Linked DNA regions of Hordeum vulgare: region 1 is linked to region 2. Evidence: chromatin contacts called from public Hi-C data. All regions are on one chromosome and are shown on one strand. Each heading gives the region's core, a stretch centred on a gene start, on an enhancer-like site or on the middle of the called end of the contact. The rest is flanking DNA. Distances are from core to core; before and after follow the strand shown. Region 1 holds the start of LOC123426874 (WEB family protein At4g27595, chloroplastic-like). Region 2 holds the start of LOC123426872 (histone H3.3).

Region 1 (6,178 bases), core at 1,015-3,514, 190 kb after region 2:
AATATCTCATTAGTCGTGTAAGTAGTATTTAGATGAACAAATCAAAACTAGATGCATTACATTACATTACATTACATGGGGTGATCAAATTCAAGTGTGCACCGGCGCCAAATTCGCCTTGTAGAAGCTTTTCCTCCGGAAGAGATCCCCGAACTTGCGAAGGATCGGCCTCTTCTTCTTGCCGTTCATGGGGTGGTCCATGTCCACGTAGTGGCTCTCGTCGATGTGGTCGAACTCGTCGTCGTAGTCGTCCATGGCCGCGTCCGCCGCGGCGGACTTGAGGTCGGCCATGTTGCTGAGCGACGCGAACATCCGGTCCTTGGGGTTGAGGTTCCCCATCCTCGCCGACTGCGAGTAGCCCACGCCCTTGAACTTGCCCGGCTCGCCGATCGAGTAGCTCCGGCCGCTCGGCGTCCTGGGCTTCTCCGCCATCCATCGCCGCGACGCCGTCTCCGGCGTCCCCTTGGCGCTGGCGACGAGGAGCCCGTTCGGCAGGTGCTGCTGGTCGAAGCCGCACTCCGGCGCCACGGGCGCGGGCGTGCTGCACGTCGTCGTCGTCGTGGCGGCGAGCAGGCTGTTGAGCTCGTTGAGGCTGCCCTGCGCGGCGGCCTCGCTGACCTTGATGCACTCGTACTCCTGCCGGAGGCTCTGCAGCGCGCTCTCCTTGTCGGCGACCACGCCGTTGAGCCGCGCGTTCTCGACCCGGGCGAGCTCCAGCGACTCCTTGACGGCGTTGGCCTCGCCGACGGCCTGCTTGAGGATGTCGCGGAGGCGGGCGTTCTCGTCGCGGATCACGCGCTGCGACTCCACAAGCTTGGTGTTCTCCTGGCGCGCCAGGTTCACCTCCTCCTCGGCCGCGCGCACGCACTCGAGGAACACGCGCTCCTTGTCGCCCCACGCGGCCGCCGACTCCTCGGCCTCGAGCCTGCACCGGTGCTGCTCCCGCAGCCGGGTCTCGGCGGCGGCCAGCTCCCCGCGCAGCCGCGCGGCCTCGGCATTGGCGGCCTCAAGCTCCGCCTGCGTGTCGGAGAGCCAGCGCTTGACCTGCTTGGCCTCCATGGTGACGTCGGAGAGCGCGAGGGACAGGTCGTCCAGCGCCTTGCGGCTCTTCTCCTCCCCCTGCATGGCCGTCCGGAGCTCGCCGCGCAGCGCCCTGATCTCCTCGTCGGCGCCGCCGAACACGAGGTCCTTGACGCTCCGCTGGTCCATGACGCCGCGCCGGGCCTCGAGGCTCCGGTTGCTCTGCTGCAGCGTGGCCATCTCCAGCTTGGCCTCCTCGAGGCTGATCTTGGTCTGCTCCAGCTGCTTGGTCTGGTATATGAGCGACTCCAGCATCTTGCGCTCCGACTCCTTGGCCCTCTCCACCTCCCGCTCCAAAAGCTGCGCCTTCTCCGCGCCGCCGCCATCGCTCCTCCTATGCTCGTCGAGCTCCCGCACCGCCCGCGCCTTGTCCTCCCGCTCGCTCCTCAGCTCCTCCTCAAGCCGCACCACCCGATCCTTGTCCTCCCGCTCGCTCCTCAGCTCCTCCTCAAGCCGCACCGCCCGACCCTTGTCACCCCGCTCCTTCGTGAGCCCCTCCTCCAGCTGCTGCGCCGGCGTCGGCGTCGGCATCGCGCCTCCGCCGCCGGTGACGCCGCGACGTTTCTGCCGGGCGGACAGTAAAACCAAGAAGCGCCGTTAAAACAAGAACAGAGCAGAAATATAATAGCTGGCGATGGGCAAATGCTTGGAAGGTAACGTAAGGCTGGCGCGTACCTCCGGGGAGGGGGACGCCTTGGAGGCGCCGGCGGTGGAGCGGGTGCGGTGGAACCGAGGGGAGGGCTTGGAGAGCGAGAGGGAGGACGCCCTGAGCCCCGCCTCGAAGGACCCGGATCTGCACGGCGGAGAATCACAGCTCATGGGAACCCGAATCGCATCGCGGAGCGTTACTAAATACTCTATGGCGGTCAAACAATAAAAGAAGAGCGCAAAAGAAGGATCTTATTGAGGCGGCGAGGCGGGGCGAGGGCGGGCATGGCCGCCGAGTGGAGTGGCCACTGGCCAGCGGTGCTCTGCTCACCTCGGCCTGGAGGAGAGCATCCCGGGCGCGCACGCGGGCGGCGCGGCTGCCGAGGAAAAAGAATTGCCGTGGCAGTGGCGGTGGAACCGTCTGAATTTTAGAAGATGGCCCCGGTGCAACATGTGCGGGCGGGCGCGATTAATAGTCCTGTTTCGTTTAGATTAGGGGAGGGGGGGAGTGAGGTCATGGGTTAGCAACGGAAAGAGAGTGGGTTCTTGTCGGGTTTGTTTAGTGGTGTGGCGCGGGCGAGGGCCGCAAATGGCGGTCGTGGGTCGTGGGACGCGCGCTTGCAGGCGGGGGCCGGGGAGTGGTCAACCCGCGGAAGTTTTCTTCTTCTTGGTGTTTGTGGCCTGATTGGTGGAGGTTTTGGATGGGTTTGAATTCATCGGAACGGATCGGACCAAAGGCGGTGACAGTGGCATGCATGCATGCCCGGGTGCGTGCCGACCGGCGCGTCGAGTAGTGGGGATTGTTGTTGTACGAAGGAAGCATCGTGCATGGGTGCGGGTTGTTCGGGCCCTGACTCGTGCGGACTGACTGACTGGATTGATTTGGTGGGGCGGGGCAAAATTCCGGTCTCACGTGAGGCCAGAGCCGCGTCTTGCTTTGCTTGCTGCTCCAGTGGTGGGATTTGGTGGGTCAAACCTTGTCTGCAGGAGAATTCTACGTGCAGTTGCAGCCCTTGTGCACGTTGGGCCATCCGTCGTCAGCGAACAATTCGCAGCTCCGGGGTTATTACAGCATCTTCGCTGCCGTGCACAGTGTCGCTTTGGTACCCCCACTCCCAGCTGAAAACGTTGCTTTTTCTTGTGCAGTGGCGGTGGATCAAGGGCAACGGTGGAGTGGAGGTGAGGACATGCTATGCCATCTCAAGATCAAGGCTTCAACAATTTGATGTGAACTGATGCCTGTACCAGTACCATATCAGTACTAGTATTTGCCAGTGTGGGAAGCCGTGAAATCGTAAACTTTGGACTGATTCGATCCGAGCTGAATCTGTGGACGGGTTTCGAGGCCACCAACGACGTGAAGCTCGGGTAAGGAGCTTCCAACCGTAGTAAACGAGAAAGTCATGATTCCTTTATAGGAGTAGGTATGGAGGGACAAGGATCACAGCGTCAACCATGATGAAAAAATTGATCGCTGTGTGAAATGTGCCGGAATCTTCTATTTGTAAAAAATTACAACCCACTATCTATTTTTTCTATACATGCAACTACCGTATATTCACATAAGTAATCCACGCATGTAAGTCATAAATTACATCATTTTTTTATTATTCTATGCATGCAAGTATCATATCATTAATTCATGCATGTTACTTTTAAGTTAATATATGTGTTAGTCGTATGTACAATATATATGTAGTTTACATTCACTTTTTTGTTAAAAATAACATTCTTTTTACTGCATTTTTTATACATTTTCTATTTTATTTTCATTTATAAGCTTCCATTCGTTTTCCATAAGTTATAGATGTTTTTAGTAACTTTCGTGACTTTTAAAAAAAAAAAATCCACAGCAACGCGTAAGGATATCATCTCATAGTAACAAATGCAAGAGTACAATTCAGAACCAAATTGGCACTGTCAGCAGTTATCAATGCATAACCGCATACTACCCTCCTGTCCGGTGTGTTAGGCCTTGTCAAATTCTCTGCAACCAAGGCTTTATTCGATTGGGTGATCAAAAGTTAGTGAGAGAGGAAATATCCTCCAATGACAATGTTTATCTTCAGTGGCGGAGTCAGGATTTAGATATGGAGGAGGGCAAGCCAACAAAATAAAAAAATTCAGTACAAAATTAATCATATAGGACAAGGTTTTGCTGAAGTGACATAAAAATGTCATTACATTTCTATTAATTTAAAGTGGCCTCTACGATTGCCGATCACATCAAAAATATTAACAATTTTATCAAAAGATATCTTAGCTGTTAAATTTTTTTCTATGTAAATTATCGTGCTTATTTCGAGATTTGGTAACATCAACATACCTATTAATTTCATTATAAAGTCAACTCAACTCTCAAGATAAAAATCAACAAAGATATAACTTAATATAAGTTAAGTAATTTTAGAAAGTAGAAGAACATACTTGCGGTCCAAATCTACGATATCAATCTCATGCTTGACACAAAAAGATTTGACCTCCTCTAAAAGATATTCCCAACCATGTTCTCTTAGCTCACCAAGTAGGACCTTTGTGTTAGAAACAGAACCCAAGGCATTTAAAATATCCAAAGATTGCTTGGATTCACACTGCTTGGATTTGAAACTCAACGTGGATCCGCTTCACTAACTGAACTTGGATTCACACTACTTGGATTTGTGACTGAACTTGAAGAAACCGGCTTAAAAAAACACTAATCTTAATGGTATTTTGCCCTGCTTTTCTTTTCATAGTTGTTGCATGAAGTTCGACATAATCACTTAAAAATTTGAAGTGATGAGCTAAAAAATTACAGGAATTGCAGCGAGTAGTGAGTGTAGCCATATACCTGAGTACGTGAATACAGTTATACAGATAAACAGTTAACTACAGACAGAATCGACACTCCGGCAGCCGGTCATGTTGGAAATATGCCCTAGAGGCAATAATAAAATAATAATTATTATATTTCCTGTTTCAAGATAATCGTTTATTATCCATGCTATAACTGTATTGAATGGAAACATAAATGCATGTGTGGATATATAGATAAAATTGTGTCTCTAGTGACTCTCTAGTTGACTAGCCTGTTGGTCAAGGATGGTTAAGGTTTCCTAGCCATAGACAAGTGTTTTCACTTGATGACAGAATCACATCATTAGAAGAATGATGTGATAGACAAGACCCAAACTATAAACGTGGCATATGATCGTGTCATTTTGTTGCTATTGTTTTCTGCATGTCAAGTATACATTCCTATGACCATGAGATCATGTAACTCACTGACACCGAAAGAATGCCTTGTGTGCATCAAACGTTGCAACGTTACTGAGTGACTATACAGGTGCTCTGCAGGCATCTCCGAAGGTGTCCGTTGAGTTAGCATGGATCAAGACTGGGATTTGTCACTCCGTGTGACAGAGAGATATCTCGGGGCCCACTCGGTAATACAATATCACATACATGATGGGGAACATCGCATGGGAAACAAAAATTTTCCTACGCGCACGAAGACCTATCATGGTGATGTCCATCTACGAGAGGGGATTTCCGATCTACGTACCCTTGTAGATCGCACAACAGAAGCGTTAGTGAACGCGGTTGATGTAGTGGAACGTCCTCACGTCCCTCGATCCGCCCCGCGAACCGTCCCCCGAACCGTCTCGCGATCCGTCCCACGATCTAGTGCCGAACGGACGGCACCTCCGTGTTCAGCACACGTACAGCTCGACGATGATATCGGCCTTCTTGATCCAGCAAGAGAGACGGAGAGGTAGATGAGTTCTCCGTCAGCGTGACGGCGCTCCGGAGGTTGGTGGTGATCTAATCTCAGTAGGGCTCCGCCCGAGCTCCGCAGAAACGCGATCTAGAGGTAAAACCGTGGAGGTATGTGGTCGGGCTGCCTTAAAAAAGTTGTCTCAAATCAGCCCTAATAGCTCCATATATATAGGAGGAGGGAGGGGAGGCTTGCCTTGAGGCTTAAGGAGCCCCAAGGACTGTGCACCAAGGGGAGGAGGAGACCTCCTCCAATCCTAGTCCAACTAGGATTGGAAGGTGGAGTCCTTCTCTCCCTTCCCACCTCCTTTTTTTTCTTTTCTCTTTGATTTTTTATCTATGGTGCATAGGGCCTTCTTGGGCTATCCCACCAGCCCACCAAGGGTTGGTGCGCCACCCCAAGGCCTATGGGCTTCCCCGGGGTGGGCTGCCCCCCCCCGGTGAACACCCGGAACCCATTCGTCATTCCCGGTACATTCACCGTAACTCCGAAAACCTTCCGGTAATCAAATGAGGTCATCCTATATATCAATCTTCGTTTCCGAACCATTGCGGAAACCCTCGTGACATCCGTGATCTCATCCGGGACTCCGAACAACATTCGGTAACCAACCATATAACTCAAATACGCATAAAACAACGTCGAACCTTAAGTGTGCAGACCCTGCGGGTTCGAGAACTATGTAGACATGAC
Region 2 (6,375 bases), core at 988-3,487:
TCACTCATAATAATTTTCCATGGGAGTCACTGATACTTCTACCTCCAAGGTCTCCATAATGACCTCTTACTCGTGGTCCTCATCGATATAGCATTCTCATTTTTGAAATAGTGAGCAGACACGAGGAGCATACCCCATGTTGTCTTTAATGCCATTCGACTCACGTATGGACATGTGCCCGAAGTAGGTTTATCGGCACATGTGTGGGGTCAATGTAGGCGTCATCTGAATGAGACGATGAGGTGTGCTTAGCTTGGCGTGCAGCGGGCGACACCCTCGGTCGGCGTGCCGCTTCAGTGGCGGAGCCAGTGGGAGGTTGCATTCGCTTTGGACCGACATTAATGTAAAACGATCGCTCTACAACGACATGAGTGCAGGCAACTAGCATAGGAAGAAAACACGCTCCGGCAAGGGAGGGGGATTTTGGATGGACCAAGATGGTCCGAAGTGGGGTAGGTGTTGTCCGGACACCCGCAAAACCCTATGTTTGTCTCCGGTTTGGAAGAAAGCACACACAAAACACTTGATGGATCGATACAATCCCGCGTTGAATGTACTTTGCAGTCCCAATGTATCGAGGCGATTTGAGAGTCGGAGTTGAAGATATCTTAAAAAATTACAACCTTCTTTGATTTGTAATCTCTCAGTCTCATAATATAAGAACGTTTTTAACAATGAAAACGTTCTTATATTATGAGGCGGAGGGAGTAGTAAACTTGTAGGAATTTTATAGGATAGGGTTTTAAAAGTAAAAATTCGTACATAGCCTCTTGGTTTGTAGAAATGAATTTCTATTCCTATGTAGGATATGAACCAATCCTTGACATTTAAAAAAAATATATTTGCCTAGACTTAATAAAAATATCTTACCCTATACATCAAATGACATGTCTTTCTACTGTATAAATTGAGATGCATGTCATCTACTTTTTGTACTTTTCTTGTTTCTATGAGATTAGAGCAATTCTAACCGGATGACCCACTTCATTTGTCACAGTCCATTTGGGTCGTCACAGGTAAAAGTGAAGGGCCAACGCGCCGACCCATTTTCGAAACGCATCCGCTTCCCGTTCGTGCCAACCCATTTCAGACCCAAATTTAGGACTGAATTGCGTCGGCATGGACTCAAGCATACGCGGCGTCCGCCTTCTCATGTTTGCGTCCGTCCACGTGTGACATCTGGTCAAAACCAACATTGTCTTTATTAACGACGACCGTCCAACGCGGGCCAATGCATCGGCGGGAGCGACGACTGACGAAGGAGCACACAGAGGACCGACGGATCGAGTGGATGGAACGCGAGGCCGAAGCTGAGGAGGAGGAGCGATGTACTGCCCAACTAGCATCGGTGCAGCCACCGACAAACGAAGTCGTCGCCGCATGCGAGAGGACCTTCTACTCCGCTGGCCCGACGCCGACGCTCGTCGACCTCACCGGCTCCGACGACGATGATGAGGAAGACACCTAGAAAAGTGCGCCTTCTCGCTTTTCAGGCCGACAAAATTTCTTTCTTGAAAATAATTATTGTGTTTTTTTGCGCTCCCTAAAAATGAGTCATTGACGGATTGAATGCAAATGCCGATCCAATTACAAAACCGGATATAAATGTCTGTCGGCCCAACTCAACAAACAAAATACGGACAAAACACGTGTCCGTTTAGGTCGACCGGTTCGAATTACTCTTAGGCCCACTTTTTTGCTAGCTTTTAGAATAAGCTGAAATAAGCTGCCCCCTACCTAGCTTATTGTAGAAGCCCAACCAAATTTATTTATTTAGAAGCCTACTAATTAAGACTGTACTAATAGGCTTTTAAAAAATATATTTTTAGTTGAGCTTCTAGAATAAGCTGGATAAGGGCAGCTTATTCTATAAGCCAAAAAAAGCTAAAAAAAATAGACCCTTACAATGTTGTGAGATCTCACAGCGATCTGTATGCCGCATCAACTTGTCCGACCTACGAGAGGCTGCCAATTTTTCGTACATATACTATGGAAAAAACACACCCGTATACGACCACCAGTCGAACCACCGCACACTAATCCCCGATCCGCATCCTCCCTATCCTAGCCAATAGGAGCGCAGCGCGCAGCAACCGCGATCCGTGGCACCGCCCAACTGCTGGCCTCTGCCGTCCGATCGCTCGAGGCCAAGCACAAAAACATGACATCCAGGTCGTCCGCTCTGACCGAGACATGGCTGGCTGGCCGCTCCCGAGTATAAAACCCACCTCATCCTCTGAAAGGGAAAAAAAAAATCACTACTCAACAGCCGCTCTCCGAGTCTCCTGAAAGCTGCAACCTCCCCCTCTCGGCGAATTTGGGGTTTCCGAAGCGCGCGAGGTAACCCTCTCCCCCTTGCCCTCTTCGATTCGGCGTCGGTTCGGTAGCTTAATTCCTGCGTTCCCCGCCGTGGTTGATGACCTGTCCGCGTTAATCTCTCTGGGGCGGTTGATTCGTGATGAACATGGCGCGGATTTGAACTTTTAGGCGCGGTTAGGGTTTGGGCGTGGTTACAGATTCTATTGTTTCGACCGATGCTTTCGGGTCTTACCATGCTTTTGGGCGTTGTTTTGTTGTTTGATAGCGGACCGATTGATGTAGTTCGAGTTCGAATCGCATGATTTGACGATATATGGTTTCGCGTCTTAGCCATCAAAAGAATTTCCGCAGATCTGTAGATTCTTGTACACCGTTGTTGTACCCAAGTTCGTTAGCTGTGCAATATTTGATTTCTGTCGGCTAATCTGCTGGCACCTCAAATACGTACTCATGTTTGTTACAGTTGTATAAATTCTGCTTCGTATTATTGTGGTGCGTGCTATATCTTTTGAGTTGTTGAAACTCTTGTTTGGAGAATTGGTATCTGTGGGTTGGTAGTTTCTTTTAGGACTGTAAGGGTTGGAACAAATCGGCATGAGTTCATAGTGTTCATTGACATATGCAGTATCGGAAGTCTGCATCCAGCATGATCTGCGGTCAACGCAAATGTTATTATGATACTGTTCTGAGCTTGATGTTGTGAGCAACCTCACATATGGCAGGTTGCTATCTGGGTATGATAGGATCATGATAGTCTACTGTACTTAATTACTCTGATAGTGGAAGTGAATTGTGTGCATTGATACATGGAAGCAGTTGCATAGCCATTTTGAAAAGATAGCAAATGCGGCAGTGTCAATTGATTAATGTCTAGTGTTGAGTTATTTTATCTGAATTCATTCCTGTGATAAGATAAACTATAAGCATATTTGATGCTCATTCTTGCTAGTTAGTTTTATCCAAGTTAGTTAGTTGTGCAATATTTGATTCTGTTGGTTAATCTGCTCCTTGAATCTGTAATCTCATCTGTATTACAGTGGTATAAATTTCGCTTTGAATTATTGTAGTGCGTGCTATATCTTTTGAGGAGAGAACTCTTGTTTGGAAAATTTGGTATCTGAGGGCAGGTATCTGAGAGTTGTAATGAATTTGCTTGAGCTCATAGTGTTTATTGACGTGTCCAGTATCTAAAGTCTGCATAGGGCATGATATATGGTCAGTGCAAATGTAATTATGTTACTGTTTCAGTTTGATGTTGAGAGCAACCTGCTGTCTAGGTATCTGTGAATGATAGGACCAGGATAAACTGCTATGCTTAGTTGCTCTGATAGTGGAAGTGAATTGTGTGGATTGATACCGAATTCTGTTGGTTAATCTGCTTGTTTAATCCGTAATCTCATGTGTATTACAGTTGTATAAATTTTGCTTTGAATTATTTGAGTGTGTGCTATATCTTTTGAGCAGAGAACTCTTGTTTGGAGAATTCGGTATCTGAAGGCAGGTCATTTCTATTAGACTGTAGGGTTGGAACGAATTTGCATGAGCTCATAGTGTTTATTGACATCTCCAGATCTAAAGTATGCATACTGCATGATATATGGTCAGTGTGAATGTACTTAGGTTACTGTTTCAGTTTGATGTTGAGGGCAACCTGCTGTCTATGTATCTGTGAATGATAGGACCAGGATAAACTGCTGTACTTAGGTGCTTTGATAGTGGAAGTGAATTGTGTGCATTGATAAGCAGTTGCATAACCATCATGATAAGATTGCAAATGGAACAGTTTTGATAGCCTAACATCTAGTATTGATTTATTGTATCTGAATTGTACCAACTTGCTAGTTAGCTAATGTTCATTCTTGTGTAAAGTGAAAACTAACAGCATATGCAGATAACTATGTGAAGATGACGTTCAGTCATTATATGAGATACTAACTAGGAAGCATATAATTTTATCAGTGGACTGCTATTTCTTTTCTGGCTTCTATTTGCAAAATTAGAAATACACCGAATGATTTGCTAGCAACTATGCATGGTTATTAGAGAACTGTAGTTATGGTATTGTCATATTCATATGACTGACTATGATCCTTTTTTGCTTTAGGTGAACCAAAGTTTTGATCATGGCTCGTACTAAGCAGACTGCTCGTAAGTCCACTGGAGGGAAGGCTCCAAGGAAGCAGCTAGCCACCAAGGTTTGTCACTGCAACAATGACAGATTATTAGTGGTTTGAGTAAACGAACTTGTAAAATATGAACTGTTGCTCATACATGGCCAGTTTCTTATCAGATATCTTGTTGATATAGATGGATTGTTATGTTATTATTATTGTTTGGTTGACCATACACTCTGTTTTGCTGTTCAACAGGCTGCCCGCAAGTCTGCTCCCACAACTGGAGGAGTGAAGAAGCCTCACCGTTACCGCCCTGGAACTGTTGCTCTTCGGTGCGTAAAGCCTTCCAACCTATGCTAGCATGTGTTACTGCATACAGTTTCGTTTTAAAGTATTCTCAAATGAGTAAGCTTTGTGCTTGACTTTGCAGTGAGATCCGCAAGTACCAGAAGAGCACGGAGCTGCTCATAAGGAAGCTTCCATTCCAGAGGCTTGTCAGGGAGATTGCCCAGGACTTCAAGGTGATCAATCAACTTGTGCACTGCATTGCTATGCTCCTGTTATGTCAAATTCTTATCAATCAAGTAAGCTAAAAGCACCGTCGGTGTGTCTGTGCAGACTGACCTCCGCTTCCAGAGCCATGCGGTGCTTGCCCTTCAGGAGGCTGCAGAGGCCTACCTGGTGGGTCTCTTCGAGGACACCAACCTGTGCGCCATCCATGCCAAGCGTGTGACCATCATGCCCAAGGACATTCAGCTGGCTAGGAGGATCCGTGGCGAGAGGGCTTAAGCTGCTTTGCCTGTGGGAATGGCTCTGGTGGGCATAGCTCCGTGTGTCTGCTTTTGCTGCTGAACACTTATCATGTGTCGTGAACTACTAATACTAGTTGTCTGTAGTAATATGTCAGTACTGTACTCTGTCGTACTATGTTCTAGAGCTGGATCATTTGTTCGTTGGTCGTCCTGAAGCGTCCACATGGTGGGTTCTTATCTGAACCTTGCATTTTATGTTCGAAAATTAGTGATTGCGTGAACTGTTATTATGTGCCTGTGTCATGTTTTATTTGTATCTCTGTGATGCAAGTTTGAATTTGGGGGAGCACGAAGGCTAGTCAGGTTGCTGGCAAGTGAAATTTCTGATCATCTAGAGTGTTTGCAATTCCTGTTGTATAAGCTTTCTGTAGTTTAGCCGCAAAAGTTGTTCCAGCCGAATAGTAAGTTGTGGGAGTACATCCTACAAATTAGCTATCGAAATTAGATTGCTCTATAATATATCTGGAAAGTAGAAAGTGTACAGGGAAATGACAAAATTTGATGATACCGGTGAGCAAGTAAAAAACCATCCAGTCTCACTTCTGAAGTGGTTTAACGGGGGCCAAAGATTTCCAGCCCAATTAGAAAGACTGCAATCTTTATCTCTAATCCATGATGGCAGTGTTCTACTCGCCTCGTTCCTAAATACTACCTCTGTACCATAATATATGACGTTTTAGCAGCTGAAATGAACTGCTAAAATGTCATATATTATGATACGGAGGGAGTATAAGTTTTCTAAGAGATTTCATTAGGGTTAAAGAGCAAAATGAGTAAATTTACACTTTAAAATATACCTGTACGGAGTAAAATGTGTAAATCTGCACTTCAAAATACTTCTATATGCATTCATTTGTAGTCTACTAGTGAAATCTTTACAAAAACTTATATTTAGAAACAAAGAAAATAAAAAAGTACTATGACTCGCTGCATCCCTAAAAAAAAGGGGGCTATAACTTGCTATGGGACTGAGGGAGTAGATTGCAAAAAGCAAGTGTTCTATGTGAGAATAACACATAATCTAAAGATTTGTTGCATATACGATAGCACTAATCTTTCTAGAATTGAAGAACCCATCTTCCTAAAATTGAAAAGCCCATATTCAATCGAGATCTTCAATTGACATTGTA

Evidence for each region. A called contact is a pair of places that touch in the nucleus more often than the background predicts.
Region 1: a Hi-C map of seedling shows a contact between it and region 2, with 4 times the contacts expected there. The contact joins the promoter of LOC123426874 here to the promoter of LOC123426872 in region 2. A contact is called at or near these places in 2 of 6 Hi-C or Micro-C datasets (leaf and seedling).

Annotation. Positions count from the first base shown.
Region 1 is chr2H:504,711,475-504,717,652 of MorexV3_pseudomolecules_assembly, forward strand. It overlaps LOC123426874 (WEB family protein At4g27595, chloroplastic-like), which reads right to left and starts at 2,265. Exons shown (of 4, transcript XM_045110774.1): 1 at 2,060-2,265; 2 at 1,756-1,873; 3 at 76-1,644. The coding sequence starts at 2,181. The coding sequence ends at 91.
Region 2 is chr2H:504,520,750-504,527,124 of MorexV3_pseudomolecules_assembly, forward strand. It overlaps LOC123426872 (histone H3.3), which reads left to right and starts at 2,238. Exons shown (of 5, transcript XM_045110771.1): 1 at 2,238-2,340; 2 at 4,424-4,514; 3 at 4,689-4,765; 4 at 4,864-4,954; 5 at 5,052-5,475. The coding sequence starts at 4,443. The coding sequence ends at 5,222.